Regions from separate parts of the Sus scrofa genome. Here region 2 is linked to region 1. The links are chromatin contacts, called in public HiChIP or PLAC-seq maps. All regions are on one chromosome and are shown on one strand. Each heading gives the region's core, a stretch centred on a gene start, on an enhancer-like site or on the middle of the called end of the contact. The rest is flanking DNA. Distances are from core to core; before and after follow the strand shown. Region 1 overlaps RAD51B (DNA repair protein RAD51 homolog 2). Region 2 overlaps RAD51B (DNA repair protein RAD51 homolog 2).

Region 1 (7,603 bases), core at 1,288-3,787:
CCTATTAAGTCACAATGGCCTATTAAGGACTCCTCTGGGCTCCAACCACATGCAGAAGAAATACTGCCCTGTGCTTGGGAGAAAAATGCATGGGTTTTTTTGGTCATCAGAACTGGAGTCCAAACTCCAGCTCTTCCATTAATCCAGCTCTGTTTTCATGTGACCTGGTCTCATCTTTGCTTTCTCATCAATACCTACCTCCCAGGACTGTTAGAAAATGCAGTCAAATTCTCAGGAAAAATTAATCTGAACGACTCCCTGCAGTTGATGCAAAACAAGTCAAAAGCAGAGTTGGGCCCTCTGTAATCTTTCTGTTTCATATCTGAGGAAAGAAAGATTTCTCTTCTTCTCTTTTTCATTCTGCTTTAAAGGCCCTTCTCTTCCAGGCCCAATAGGCTAAAGTAAACAAGGTCCTTGTTTCATAAATCATATCTGGTTGTGAAAGCTCCTGCTAATGCCTGTACAAATCTGAAAGATAAATGCTGTCCTGGGCAATCTAATATAGAAACTGATCGTGGGCCCTGCCTGGCTCCTAAGTCCCTATTGATGGTATGAATGGCGGTGGCTTTCTTCATGTTAATGCATGTGTCTGGGCTTTTGCTCACGTTGTCTGGAGTCAAAGTCTCGGGGTTAGAAAGTGGAGAACATCCTGAGAGCCAAGGAAGAACCAATCATGTTGTCAGTGGGTGGATGGGACCCCAGCGTTCCCACCTCCTTTTCCTGTCATGAAGTTTATATCTCAAGGGAAAACAGCTGTCCATGCTCAGGCCAACTGGGACGGAGGCCAGCTGTTCCTTCCAGATGCCAAAAGCCAGATGTACAGCCCCTTCTTCTCTCCCACTCCCTAGGCCTCAAGTCTCAAACTTGAGCAAATTTATTTGTAACCCTGCTAAAAATGCATTTTTCCCCCCCATCCCAGAGACTCTGACTCAGTTAGTTCAGGCTGGCGTGGAAATCTGCATTTGAAATAACACCACCTTTACCACCCCCTCTTTCCCCCCCCCCCTCCCCTAGGAAGTTCAGATATAACTGGTCTGAAAATCATACTTGGAACAAGGGTGTCTCCAGTGAAGACACTGGCATGCTGGTAAATGTTTAACAACTAGTTTTAGAGGGGAGAAAGCCTGGTTGGTAGCATGCTGATTTCTGTGATGTAAATAGCCCCATCATGGTCGGGTCAAGCTACCAACACGACATCTTGATCTTGAAGATGGGAAAAGGTGTCTGCAATCAGTCCTTACCACGGCACAGGAACTGGCTTAGCAGGCCACTGGATGGGAGCCTCTGGATGCCTCTGCATGGTGGGTCCCGGGCTCTGGCATAGAAAGGCCACTGTTCAGCCGGCAATGTCACATCCCTTAGTTGAGTTGTTTGTTTGTTTCCCCCTAAATCCTCAGTGCTTTGAATAGTTTGTTTCAGAGGCTGGTTCCCAGAGACCTCTAGGGGTTCCAAAGCAGAAGAGAGGATAGGGCGAGAGCTCCAGGAAAGAAAATACTGTTCGTGTGGGACGTTGGCCTCTGCCACACTGTCAACCTTGTTCAACCCAGCTTTCAGCAGGGAGGCGGTTTGCAAACACCTGCCTCTGCCTCCGTTTGATAAGCTTTCTTGTCGACGTGCATGAACTCGATCCTGCTGACCTGCAGGATGATGAAAAGGCTGAGTGTTGGGGACCTGAGGGGATGAAAGGGGCTTGGAAGAGAACCATGGGGTGGTCATATGACCCAGGGTCGCCAGCGGCTTCAGGCGTCCCCTTTGTCTCCAGGCTCCGGCCCCACGTTGGAAGGTTTTGGTGATTTCCTCCCACCCCCGACTAGGCGAACAGATGTGGTGAGGTCTCCAGTTCCCAGGGCTCTGCACACAACTGCTTGTTGTTTCTCGCCCATAGACTGGGGCCGTGATCACAGACGGAACCAAAGAGCCAATCACTCACCAAAGAACCAAGCAAGCCCAGTCAGGTGTCAGGTCAAACCCCTTCAGTATGTCGGCAGAAAAAAGCTAAACTGAAATAGGCTGAAAAATAACCCCGTCCCTCCTGTCTTGCTCAGAGTCCACTGCAGGAATGCTGAGGGGCCTCAGGAGAGGCAAGGCTGCCGGCTCTCCCACAGGGATAAAATCCTTGTGGATGCTGTGACCATTGGGACAAATGCAGCCTGCTGAGTCTCTCATCCTGATGGCGGTACCACTGGTGTGGGTGAGACCCTACCCACTTCAAGCTTGGAGCTCGAAGGACCCCTCTGCTCTGAAAAGGATGCCTTCCGAGGTCCACTGAGCTTTCACTGCTCATTGGACGAAAAGGAGCGAAGAAAAGCAGTACAAAGCAAAAGGCACAAGAGTTAGCTTCCTCATTCCTCCTGAATTGTTCAACCCTAATTGTCCAAGTAATTTCTCAGAGCCTGGCTTCCTCCCACATTCACATTCTTTCACAAGTGGGGCAAAGAGAAGCATAAAAGACCCTAACTTCCTTCTATAAAGAACTCATCCTATATCTGATCCATCCACGAGAATAAGCCAGTGTCTAATAAGCCACTGTTTCTAGCTGATGCAATAGCCGGCAGCCATGACAGTCTGACTCAAAGACCTGGCACACGCATGTCTTAGGGTGAGTGTGTAGCACATTCACGCCAAATGCTAGAAGCGATGCAACAGCACCCATTTCCCTAAAGGAATGGGTATTTAAAGTGAGGTTTATGGACCCCAAGACCCTGAGAAGATAGCTGCAAGGTCCAAACTACTTTCATCATAACTCCAAGATGTTATTTGCCTTCTTCACCATGTTGACATTTGGGCAAAATTGCTCGTGCCAGACACCATACTGCTGGTCATATTCTTCACTGCCATGAGGTCATGGGACCAAAAAACAAATGAATAAAAAACAACAACAAAAAAAGGCAATCAGTTAAGCCTGCCCAAGCTGAAAGAGTAAAAATTATGAATTTCATGAAATCTTGCCCAAAGTGCGACATCTTTTTACTAAATGTGTGTGGTTAATTGGAAAGTAAGCATTAAGAAAGCACTCTGGTGGATCCTGAAGTACAACAGTTGTTTGGAGAAAAAGCATTTGTGAGAGTGAGTTGCGAGCTGAACTAGCACTTTTATGAAACACCATGTTTACTCGAAAGGACAAAATCGCCACGGTTATGAGGACTTGGTTATTTGACAGCTGTTTTCCCCTAAATGAACCATTTGAATTTGTCACTTCGAGAAAGATAATTGACCGTGCTTGTTGCCAAAATAGAGGCTTTCAAGCAAAAACGAGAGTTTATGAAAACTTGTATCTGCCACCCTTTCTGTACTTGGAGATGTTTCTGATGAGATCAGTGGTGATATTAACAAATGTGAATTTTTAGTTTTCATCAGGAAAGAGATGAAATTCAGATCTGCATTAACTTAGTGAAGCAATATTTTCCAAATGACCATGCAGAGTATTACAAAATCATGCACGGGCAAAAGAGCCATTCAAAGCGCAAGACAGACCAAACAGATTTTAATGTAACTGAGCACAAAGAGTTCATTGACATAGTTTCAGATTCCATACTGCAAGTAACCCTTAATAAACTGCCATTTGTCGGGCTCTGGTATAGTGTCAAAGAAGACTATCCACAATTATCTGAAAAGGCTATTAAAAATATTCCTCCCTTTTCCAGCTACATATCTATGCGAGGCTGGGTTTCCTTTATAAACTTCAACCCAAACAATATTATCACAGCTGATTGAACGCAGAAGCAGATATGAGAATCCAGCTGTTTTCTATTAAGTCAGACATTAAAGAGATTTGCAAAAATGTAAAACACTGTCATTCTTCTCATTAAGTTTTGTCCTATTTTATTGTGGGAAACAATTATTTTTACAGGAAGATTGTGTTATTTCAAATTTTTGAACAAATCTATCAACTTATCAGTTTTTATGAATTCATGTGAATTGATTCATATAAACATATGTTAAATGGATTAAGAAAGAAATATTAAATATTTTTCTGGGATTTTTTTCTTTTTTTTTTTTTGGCTGTGCCTACAACATGTGGAAGTTCGCAGGCGAGGGATTGAATAGCAGCAACCTGGGCCCTTGCAATGACAACGCCCGATCCTTAACCCACTGTGTCACAAGAGACCTCTCTTCTGTTTTAATTTTTGCCCTGGTAGATGATTTAAATATCTATCACCGCAGAGCAAAATATCCCAAAGCCTTGTGGGTTAAAGCAACAGCGATCCCTTGTCACCCCTCAGAGTTGCTGCGGATTTAGGAATCCAGGAGTGGCTTGGCTGGGCTTTTCTGGCTCAGGGTCTCTTGAGAGATTTGGGCCATGAGGCTTGACGAGGGCTGGAGGACCTGCTTTCAAGGTTGCTCACTCACAAGCCTTGCGACTTGTGGCTGGCTCTTGAGAAGGGCCTTCGCTCCTCTTCACATAGTCTCGCCCAGGGTACTCAGAATATGGTGATTCGTTTCCTCCAGAGGAAACAATAGAAGAGACCAAGTAGAAGCCCGTAGTCCCTTTCATGGCCCAGCCTCTGAATTCACACATCCTTACTTGTGCCATTTTCTGTTGGCACGTAGACCAGCCCTGATTCAGGACACAATGGGCATACATGCTGGGAGATAAGGATCCATGGGGGCTATTCTGGAGGCTGGCTACCCCAGGATCTACCAACGGATACAACCACATAAACAAAGGCTTTGGGGTCTTCATCAGATTGAAAATCTCCTCCTCCCCCGCGCTCCTCCTTCTCCTCTTTGCTGCTGCTTTTCCTCCTCCTCCCCCTCCCCTTCCTCCTTCTCCCGCTCTGCCTCTTCTTCCTCCTTCTCATCTTCTCCCTCCCTCCTCTCCCTCTTCTTCCTCCTCCTCCCCCTCCCCCTTCTCTTCCTCTTCCTCCTTTTTCTCCTCCTCCTCCTTCCTCTTCTCGTTGCTTTATAGTCATACCATCGCTCAAGCAACTTCTTCCTCACCCTCCATGAGCTTAGGGGCAGTTCCTTCTAGCTCTGTTTCTTCTGCAATTGAACGTAGCAGGTGCCCCCTTATGAGTTTAACCCTCCCTGCAGCCTTAGCCTGTTGGATGTTTTGCCTGGTGATGCTTGGGGCTCGCATCAGCTCTCGCCCTTCTCAGACCAGGCTCCCTGAATAGTGCAGGTCTTCAAGAGGGGGTCACTGGCAGGCAAACTTGGGTCACTGATGGTAGAAGAAGAGCAGTTCCGAGCCAAGTGCCTGGAGGCACTGGAGAGAGCAGTGAATGAAACAGGCCAGGGTCCCTGCCCTTGAGGAGATTACAGTTCCAGAAGTGAGAAGTGATAAAAATAATAATCACAACCAATACACAATTTGGTACAGTCGACCCTCTGCAGGAGTGCCACCTGCCGATATATGGATTTGGGGATCCACAGGGGTTCCTGGAAACAACTCCTGTGGGCACAGAGGGGCAACTGTGGCATGTTAGAAAGTGATGACTTAAGGGGGGAAAGGCAGAGTCAGGTCACAGGAAGTGGGAATGCAAGGGGTACGGGGAGAGCTTGAGATGAGCTAGGCGATCAGGAGGCGCCTTGGTGAGAAAGTGACATTTTAGGGAAGACTTGAAGAGGTGAGGGAACAGCTGCAGCAAAGGCTCCAATGCGGATGCGTAGCTGGTGTTTTTGAAGAAAGCAAGGAGGCCAGTGTGGCTGGAGGAATAACCAAGGGGGAGAGGAGGGGGTGGGAAAGTTGCCGCTAACAAGGGCCGGATCCTTCAGGGCCTGGAGGGCCACTGGAAGGACTTTGGCTTTTTACTCTAGATGAGATGGGAGTGATTTAGGGGTTTGAGCCAGAGCATGTTGAGAATATACTGTAGGGCAAGTAGAAGCAGGGGGACCAGTTAGTGGGAAGTAGAATGAGGGAGACAGGAAGTTATCACTGTTGACCAGGGAAGAGATGGTGCTGCCTTGGACCAGGATGCTGGCAGAAGGGATGGTGAGAATTGGTTGAACTCTGGATAGGTTGTTTGTTTTGTCTTTTTAGGGCTGCACCTGCGGCATATGGAAGTTCCCAGGCTAGGGGTTGAATTGGAGCTACAGCTGCTGGCCACAGCCACGGGGGATCCGAGCTGCATCTGTGACCTACACCACAGTTCATGCCAACCCCAGATCCTTAACCCACTGAGTGAGGCCAGGGATCAAACCCGCATCCTCCCAGACACTAGTTGGGTTCGTTTCCACTGAGCCATGATGGTAACTCCTCCGGATAGGTTTTGAAAGTAGAGCCAGTAGGATTCCCCACCACCTTGGAAGCGGGGGCGGGGGGGGGGGTTGTGATAGAAAGCCAAGGATCAAGTATGACTGTCTAGGTTTGGGGCCTAAACAGCCTGAGAGCCAGAGTTGCTATCACTTGAGAAGAGAAAGTTGCAGATGGAACAGCTTTCAGCAGGGAGATGAGAAAGTTCTGGTGGGCACCCGAAGTCCACACTATTCCCTGAGCTTTCTGTAACACCCCCAGCTGCATTTGTTCTCCCAGGCGCCCAGGAGCAGAGCTTCAGACTGCCTGTCCCGGCCCTTCTCCTGCCGGCTCTACAGAGACGGACAAGGAAATCACTCCCTGTGTGCAATTTTATTTAAAAGAGCAGGAGAAGGTTGGTCTTAAGCCTCTCACTCTTTTTTTTTTTTTTTTCTTTCTTTGTCTTGCTTATCGGAAATGAAAGAAAACAGCCGGAGGGGAGATAGGATCTCAGGTCTAGAAATCCTAGCAGGTAATTTGGGAGTTGAAAACAACCCTCCCCTGAAATGCATTAGGCAGGTGAGGAGGATTCTGGCTTCAATTCTTAAACCGCACCTTATCCCGGGCTGGCAAATGACTTCCTTCCAGCCCCAGGCAAATCCACTTCCACCCACCAAATGCCTGCAGTTAATAAACATTCAACAACAACATAGCCCCAAAGTAGCAAAAGGAAGACTGACTGGAGGCCGAGATTGCAGACGGGCTGCTTGAGAGCCTCACCCTGCGCCCAGAGAAGGAACAATCAGGCGAGGAAACAGGGGCCGGGGACCCCAAGGCCGGACGGTTTGGGGGGCATCAGGGGAATATATGACTTGAGTCAAAATGACTGTGTTTCTTGAGGAGACTGGCTCATTTGTTGCATTAGAACTTCATATCATTGGAGTTTCCGTATTGGCTCAGTGGTTAACGAATCCTACGAGGAACCATGAGGTTGTGGGTTCGATCCCTGGCCTTGCTCAGTGGGTTAAGGATCCGGCATTGCCATGAGCTGTGGTGTAGGTCGCAGACGCGGCTTGGATCTGGCATGGCTGTGGCAAAGGCCGGCAGCTACAGCTCCAATTAGACCCCGAGCCTGGGAACCTCCATATGCCGCGAGTGCAGCCCTAGAAAAGATAAAAAGACCACAAAAAAAAAAAAAAAAAAAAAAAAAAACCTTCATACCACGAACCCTGTTCAAACCCTCCACAATCGCTAAAAAAAAAATCTCCAGGATCCACTACTGAGCTGTGATCTAAGTCATGCCTCCCGCTAGGCTCGGCAGGACTGGCAATTCCAAACTCAGGTCTAGATGAAGTCAGCAGCAGTGTTTTTCTAGGTCCAGGGAGAGCTAGGAAAAGTAAGAACCATGTCGTGCTGTGTGAAGTTCACTCA
Region 2 (7,603 bases), core at 1,712-4,211, 140 kb after region 1:
CATTCTAGTTCTTAGAAGTAACTCAACCCAGCTTTGGTAGTATTTCCTCAGTGGGCGGGGAGAGGGGGTACTTTTAAATTGGATTAGCAAAAAATAAATAGTAGTATTCTGCAAATTCTTTTTGGCATCCAGACAGATCTATAGCTATGAAGATAATAATCAATTCTAGAATGTTCCCCCACGAGTTCTTCTGTTGTGAGTGCCAGAGGGCTCAGACAGAATGTTCATACCCTTAAAGAAATATTTCCAAAACAATATATTTTCAAAAGTTTTTACTTTTTTCCCCCTTTCTACCCAAGTTGTGGCCACAAAAGTTTGCCTCCATCACTAATAATCCAACTTCCTCAGCATCTAAAAGGACCCCTCTTGATGCTTCTCCAAGAAAAGAACGATGACCTTGGCTTCCATCGCTGCTCTGGGCCAGATCACTCACTAACGTGGTGTTTGTGCATAACCTTTTTCAGTGCTGAACCCTCTACCTAGAATACTCTTCTCCATTCTTCTGCCTCCTGGACTCACCTCTGGTCACCTTTAGCCCTCTCTGAAACCCCCCATTCCTAAGAAGCAATGGCTCCCTTCTCACCTGTTCCCTCGATCTTTATGGACCTGTATTTCAAATATCTGTCCATGGGTCTTGCTCTACTTCATGTTCTTTATATTCTGAAGTCTGGTAATAGTAGGCATGAAATAAATATTGAGTATGCATATTAACGAATAAATCAACACATTAATTTTTTCAATGTTTTCAGCTTCTCCAATAGCTTCCTTACGATTCACAAGCATATGGGTCTGTGGTTAAGTCTTGGAATTTTTTCACTGACTCAACTAAAAAAATAGGAAGATGGTGGAACTTTCCATTCTATGGATATATCTAATTTAGTCTAGATAATAAAATGCCAACCAAGGAAATGAAACTCAAGCAAATTTGACATAATATACTTATCATCTCTTAGTTCCAATAAACATAGCCCATGGACAGTTTTATTAAGTGGCTATTTTGTAGAGGCTTTCAGGTCACCTGCTGGTGAGACTGAACCATGCACAATTACAAGGATTCCACAGTAGTCTGCAGTACCTGCCCACATTTTATAAGGGGCACTTCAAAATGCCCTGGAAAAAAAAAAATCTGTTTTTATGTCCTAAAGCCCCTGAGAGTGAAACGTTACCGTTGGAAGCTGCCTGAAGCTCATTTATACACTCCAGTTATTAATCCCCTTCTTATATGTTTGATATAAGCCCTAGGGCACTTGCGAGGGTGATCCAATTACCCAATTCAGAGAATTGCCCTTTTCTTTCAACCAAGTTCAGAGCTCTGAAATTTTGTTCCACCAATGACTTTTTGTTTCAGTCAAACAAGGTCACAGAAGAGGCCAATATCTGCCAAGGCCAACAGGGGTTTCATTTACATGCCCACTAATGTGAGCAACATAAGAACCTCTTGAGAGCATTAAACCAGGGTGTGGGACAACAAGCCTGTTATTTATTTACCAGCTCCCAAAGCCGCCATGGCCAGTTTCTAGCTACTCAACATTTTGGACCCTAACCCTAACCATTTTGGACTTAAACTCATCTCCTGTGCATCTGGAAGACACAGTGCGATTTGACAGGAGGCAAAGAGCCTCTGGGGAGATGTTCGGAAGAACCGGAGGGAATGCTGCTTGAGTCCAGGCAAACCAGGGACAAGCTACACTTCCTTAGAGTCAAACATCTCAGAAGGTAGCTTGTCAAGGACAGTAGATCAGGGGTGTTCTTTTGCCATTCATCATCTGCTATAGACCTTATGTTAGTGACATATTTATTTTTGCTGTTTCCTTAATAAGAATACTAAACATGAGTTGGTCTAGCTTTAGTTAAGACTGGAACACTTCCATTATGGCCAGAGAAAAGATGGTCTGGCCAATGTCCTCTTACTGTAAGAGAGAGACACTGGGTATCTTTTGGGAATTGACTGTGGTCTGTTTGTTATTTGAAGCTAATGAACAGTTGAGAATAAGCATTTAACAGATGGTCCAGAGAAATAAGACAATATGTCAATCCATTTATCAGAACTTCCAGGACTCCCACTTCAGAATTTCTGAACAATTAAAATGACACTGGGGTTGTTAAGAGTTAATCTTAGAAGTGTTTATTATGCTCAAGGATATCTAGTTATCAAAAAAAAAAATGTTTCTTCAATTTACAAAAAAAGCGATACCAGTCTTTGAATTGTTCTGTGGTCGCAACAGAGCAATCAACAGGAACATCTGGAAAACTCTCCTTCCTGCCCGAGTATTTCACAAATGTATTAAAATTATCACTGGAAAAAAGTCAGGAAATGAAAAGGTAAGGGGAAAATATTATATTCTTCTAGTGGCCAGTCATAAAGCCAACAGTTTTGGAGTCTGATATGTCAAAGAGGTGATAACATTTTGTAAACAGTTGGGAGTATGACTTATACAAAGTAAAGGAAGATAGTTTTAAAATATAATTTAGACAGCCAGACAGTTTCTGATAGTACATATGGCCTAGATGAGAGAGAAGGTCTTGATTGCCTTTTCTGTTTGTTTTCTCTTCTTTTCTTTTCTTTTTTTTTGAACAAGGAGAAAGAATTTGTAGACCACACTGATTAGTTAATGATCTGGAAACTAAAGGAGCTGGGTTTTCATCTTAAACTTTGAAATTAATTCATCGTGTGGTTTGGGGAAAGACTTGAATCTGCCTAGCCTCAATTTCTCCAGATGAAATATCTAGATTATATGATGCACCATAATTCACCAAATAAAAAGCCTTTACAAATAATAATGCATGCACATGCAAGCTCGAAAGATTAGCCAACTCATAGGTCTTAAGACCGAAAACACTGGGATCATAAGACAAATACGATGGCTCCTTGCTTTCCAGCGGTGCTATCAGAGTGTGGATAGAAATAACCTCACATCGTTCCTCATTAAACAGCTAAAGCCGGCACAGAATCTGACTTCTCTTTTTTCCCTATTTCACATACAGGCCCTTTTCTTTCCACATACAAGCAGTGCCATTAAAGCTGATGGTCGGAGGGGCCCTCAAAGTTCCTTTTCTCCCAGCTCACGCTCACTCTGCTGTGAATTCCAGCCCTCCATCTCCAGGCCCAAGCACTTCCTGCAGGCCCAGGAGAGCCTGAGCCAAGTGCCAGAGTACCACAGCTCTGAGGCACTCATCCCAGGGCAGCCTGGCCAGTCAAGGGCAGTGAGAATGCCAGCGCGGAGCTATGGGCGTCTCTGCCCCAACACCTGCCACTTCCTGCCTAAAACTCTCCAAAGAACGCTGGGGTCTCGGGAGCATGAGTGGGAAAACTGGCAGAAGGGAAAACCTGATCCTAGGCTCAAAACAGCAATAAAAATAAAATTAAACACACACACACACACACACACACACACGATTCTTCACGTCTTCGATTGAAGTTGCCTGAGTACTTCACACTGGAACTATGGGCAAGAGGATTTTCTGAAAAAAGGAAAAAAAAAAAAAAAAACTGCACACACAACAGACCTTACTGCTCCCTTGAAGGGGCTTATTTAAGGCAAAACAAGGCCTCCCATCATTCCTGTGAGAGATCATTGTCCCCCTGGTTGCCACAGCGCCCTGTGAGGCTGTGGGAAACAAATGACCTCAGAGGCACTGCAGTGTGTGTCACTGCGAAAGAAAAGAAACGCGAGGGGGGCTGGGGGCGGACGGGGGTGGGGGGATGCTGCTGCCCAGCGGAGCCCTCCAGGCCCGGCCGGCGTCCAATGACATGCCTCCAGGCCCAGCAGGGATGAGGCTCGCGGCCCCCGGAGTCTCCCGCCGGCCAGTAACGGGATTAGGCTCCCACTCCCCAGAAGCCAAGCGTCTTTCTGGACGTCCCGCGGCTCGCTCTGGTCAATCCGCCTTCTAATTGGCCCTCTTCACAAAGTGCCCGCCGATTGTTAGTGTCTCACTCTGTTTAATGGGTGTCTTGAGTCAAGAGAGGGCTCTTCTGGGGCCCAGGAGGGGAGTGGGAGGGGAGAAGCGGGCATGGGGTGAGGGGGTGGCTGGGAGCCGGGGGAGGAGGGCGGGGGACAGGGACACAAGTGCAGCCCTGCGAGGAGAGAGGATGGCAGAGGACGGACGAGAACGTGTTAGGAGGAGCCTGATGGCGACCTGAAGGCCAAGCACATGCCAAAGGGACAGTTACTCGGCCATACCCCGCGGGCATCCGAGAAAGAGCCCACTACCTTGGGGCCCCCATTCAGAGCCTGTGCAGAAAAAGGGAGGGCAGCCCGGGTCAGAAGAGGGTCTCCCTGGAGCACAGCACTCTCTCCAAGATGCTAACACATCATGGATTTTACCTTTTATTTAGGGGGCTCTGTGATTTCCATCTTGTACCTGGGCACATGGCCGCTCACCAGTGAAGGGAGGGCTCTGAGTCTTACTAAATTGGCGCCTCTCCTTTCAACACACACACCACACCACACACCACACACACACATGCATGCACGCACGCACGCAGCCTGTTTCCGGCTCCTCCTGGAGTCCTGGTGGAGACACCGTGATAGAGCATCTTTTTTAACACTGGGCAATGACACCAGCCCTGGCCCTCTGCCCTGGCCCACCGCTGGAACCACAGAGTGATGCTAAGGCCTAGGTGATGAGCCCAGTGAGGCAGCCCTGCAGGAGCGGGCACAGGTGAGAGGAGCCAGCACACAGCAGCCAGGAAGCGTCCTGAGTCCCCACCTGCACCCTTACCACATTCTGACTCTAACACTGACGAAAATTCAGAAACCACAGATAAGCAGAAAGAATAACATATTATCAACACACCAAATGTATAGTGTATGGATGAAATTCCTTTAGTGCTTTCCTATGCAAATATGTAGCGTTGAGGTGTATGCCTTGCTTTTGACTGTTTATTCACCTAAGTTCATTCTGCTCTCTGCACAGGACCAAGTTTCTGAAAAAGAGCTGCAAAAATTGTCCTCATTCATGGCATTTGTTTTGGCCTCTAGAAACAGGGAGATGTGGTGTCTTGCAGTCTCAAGAGTTACAAGAGTAAATATGAAAAACAATTTTGTGCTAATAAAAAAAAATCTTTCTTCACAAAAATGGCCTCAACTCTGGTAATGCGCGGTTTTGTGCCAAGCTGGCAACTGGGAAACACTGGTTCGCAGAGGTCAGGTTTGGTGCACAAGGTTCTGCCCATTTTGAGTTGTTTACCAGGAACACAGATGACTCTGGGTTACCCGCCCTCCTCCTGGGACTGTGCACAAACACCAGAGGTACTGCCTCTTACTCACCGCCCTGAAAACACACAGTCGAGAAAGGAATGAGAAGGAATTAAACATATCACCTTTCTATGATGTTTCTTTTAGGCCTGGTGCTCACTTTTGGGCAGAGTAATGATGATTTGAAAGAGTATAGGTTCTAGAACCAGGACGCAAACCTGAGTGCCCCAATTTAATCTGTCATTGCCGTCTCCTTACCTGTAAAAAGAGCCAGCGATTGTACCTATGTCATCAGGTTGTGAGAGTTAAATGCATTCACATATGAAAAATCCTTTAAAAAGTGCTTGACACATAGTGATCAATAGTAGTGGCTGTAATAACTATCAGTATGCATTAATGCATTGCCCTTATCTCACTCTCCTTTAGGAATTTTAGTACCCCACTCAAGGATCAATAAAAACAATGACAAGAGCTAATCTTTACATTTTCGGAGAACTCAACTGTGTGCTAGGCACTAGTGGTATTATATGTATGTAATTTTTACAATGATTCCATGAGAGAAGTTTGTAGGTATCTTTTAAGGCTGCTGATAGAGGCACTGTATTAGTTTGAACCATACAATATGATTTTGATCTTCATTTAATTTAGCCTAATTTCCTTTAAGTGACAATCAAGACTTCAGGGGAATAAAGACAAGGTCAAGGAAAGACAAGGACCAGGACACAACCCCTTTGCTCCACTCTTACCCCCCAAAGCTAGACCATGAAGAGAGGATATGATTCTTAGCGGGGAGAAAACCAGGAGACAAGATGATTTTAGGTGAAGCTAAAGGTCAAGGGAACCAAGTGTAAGGGACCAAGTGTAGAAGCTGTGGCTCTTGAAATTCCTGGAAAGATTTCCCTAGCTTGGAAAACGATTTCTTGGCAGCCTGTGTTCACTTAAAAGATATTGGTTGAGCATCTAAGGAGAGGATCTGAAATAGGATGGAAATGAGTTAAGATCTGGATTCCAACTTGGGTTCGGCCATTTGTTAACTAGGTGACCCTGGCTGAGTTTCTTAATTTCTGAGCTTCAATGTCCTCATCTAGAAAACAAAGATGATCCTCCTGCATAGCACAGGGAACTGTATCCAATCTCTTGTGACAGAACCTGATGGAAGATAATATGAGAAAAAGAATGTCTATGTGTGTATAGATATGTGTGTGTGTGTGTGTGTGTGTGTGTGTGTGTGTATGAATGACTGGGTTACTTTGCTGTACAGCAGAAATTAACACAACATTGTAAATCAACTATACTTTAATAAAAAATTGTTTTGAAATGAAGATGATGCCACCTATGATGTAGGGTTAGTGGGAGGATCAGAGCCGAGGCACCTGCCCAAGAAAGAGCAGGTATTACTGGTACCACTACTGCTGCTAATCCGTCCATACTGCTGCCACTGCTTCCGCAGGCATTGCGCTAGACACCTAAGGCTGAGCCCTGCTTTCAAGGCTGTCCGCTAATGGAAGGGAGGCTCAGCCTGGTAAGCCGAGGGGGGGTCTTCCCCGGGGAAGGGTGGGGAGAAAGCATTCCAGGAGAGGGAGTGGCACCTGTAGAGGCGGAGTAGCCTACAGGGCAGCTCTGAGGGGAAGTGTGTTGGGGGGGGGGAGAGAAGAGAAGGCCTGAAGGAGCAAAGAGAAGGCAGAGAAGAGGGGTTGGGCCACAGGATAACTAAGTGCTTTTTCTCTTCCGCCTTCACCTGGAGTTGGAAAACGAGCAAGCCTAGACATATTTGAGGAGCCTCTTTTAAATGCCAAAGAATTTTTCTTTTGAATTGAGGGTTTATTGTTGGGACACCCAGCAGCCTAGCCCGGGCTGACCAGGGCTCCCCTGCAAGCCTACGAACATGGAAGAAGGTCAAAAGCAAACAAGCAAAGACTACCCAGGCCAAAGGCAAACCCGAGGATTTTTTTTTTTTTTTTTTCCTTTCTTTCTCCTTCTAGACTCTGAAAGGACTGGCATCCAAGTCTCTACTTCAAACAAAAAGAACAGACAGTTCCAGCTTCTAACTACTGGCAGAGAACAACTACTCTTTTTAGAGAGAGAAAAAACACACCACCCACCACACACCACTTTCAGCAACATTTTTGCCAGCAGCATTCAAAATGATTTCTTTGAGTTGGCCAAGAGGAGCCCTCGAAAGGTGAAAAAAAAAAAAAAAAAAAAAAAAAACCCGCAGATAGGCCTGGCTTCCCGCAGGCATTGCTGAGTCCTGCTTATGGGGCAGCGACTGGCCTGGCTGCCCAGTCCCCATGTGTCTTCGGGCAGCAGCTGTTTTTGTTTACTGCTCACCACCTTGAAGCAAGGCTAAGGGGGGACGGTCGGTCATTCTCCTCCCTCTATGGCCATTCTCCTTTTTCTGCAAC

What was found. HiChIP or PLAC-seq counts read pairs in DNA pulled down with a chosen protein or histone mark.
Region 2: an H3K27ac HiChIP or PLAC-seq map of alveolar macrophages shows a contact between it and region 1. The contact joins two enhancer-like sites. A contact is called at or near these places in 1 of 47 Hi-C or Micro-C datasets (embryonic fibroblasts) and 1 of 2 datasets of contacts at active chromatin or transcription factors (alveolar macrophages).

Annotation. Positions count from the first base shown.
Region 1 is chr7:92,210,480-92,218,082 of Sscrofa11.1, reverse strand. The region is part of intron 11 of RAD51B (DNA repair protein RAD51 homolog 2); the gene reads right to left. Among named protein-coding and RNA genes, the nearest start is that of ZFP36L1, 280 kb to the left of the region's middle. Within about 2 kb of position 2,537, at least 13 of the 83 cell types and tissues checked have an H3K27ac peak or open chromatin away from gene starts, as enhancers often do. A contact at or near this core is called in alveolar macrophages, where this site is marked.
Region 2 is chr7:92,072,404-92,080,006 of Sscrofa11.1, reverse strand. All of the region lies in intron 9 of RAD51B (DNA repair protein RAD51 homolog 2), which reads right to left. Among named protein-coding and RNA genes, the nearest start is that of ZFP36L1, 420 kb to the left of the region's middle. Within about 2 kb of position 2,961, at least 17 of the 83 cell types and tissues checked have an H3K27ac peak or open chromatin away from gene starts, as enhancers often do. A contact at or near this core is called in alveolar macrophages, where this site is marked.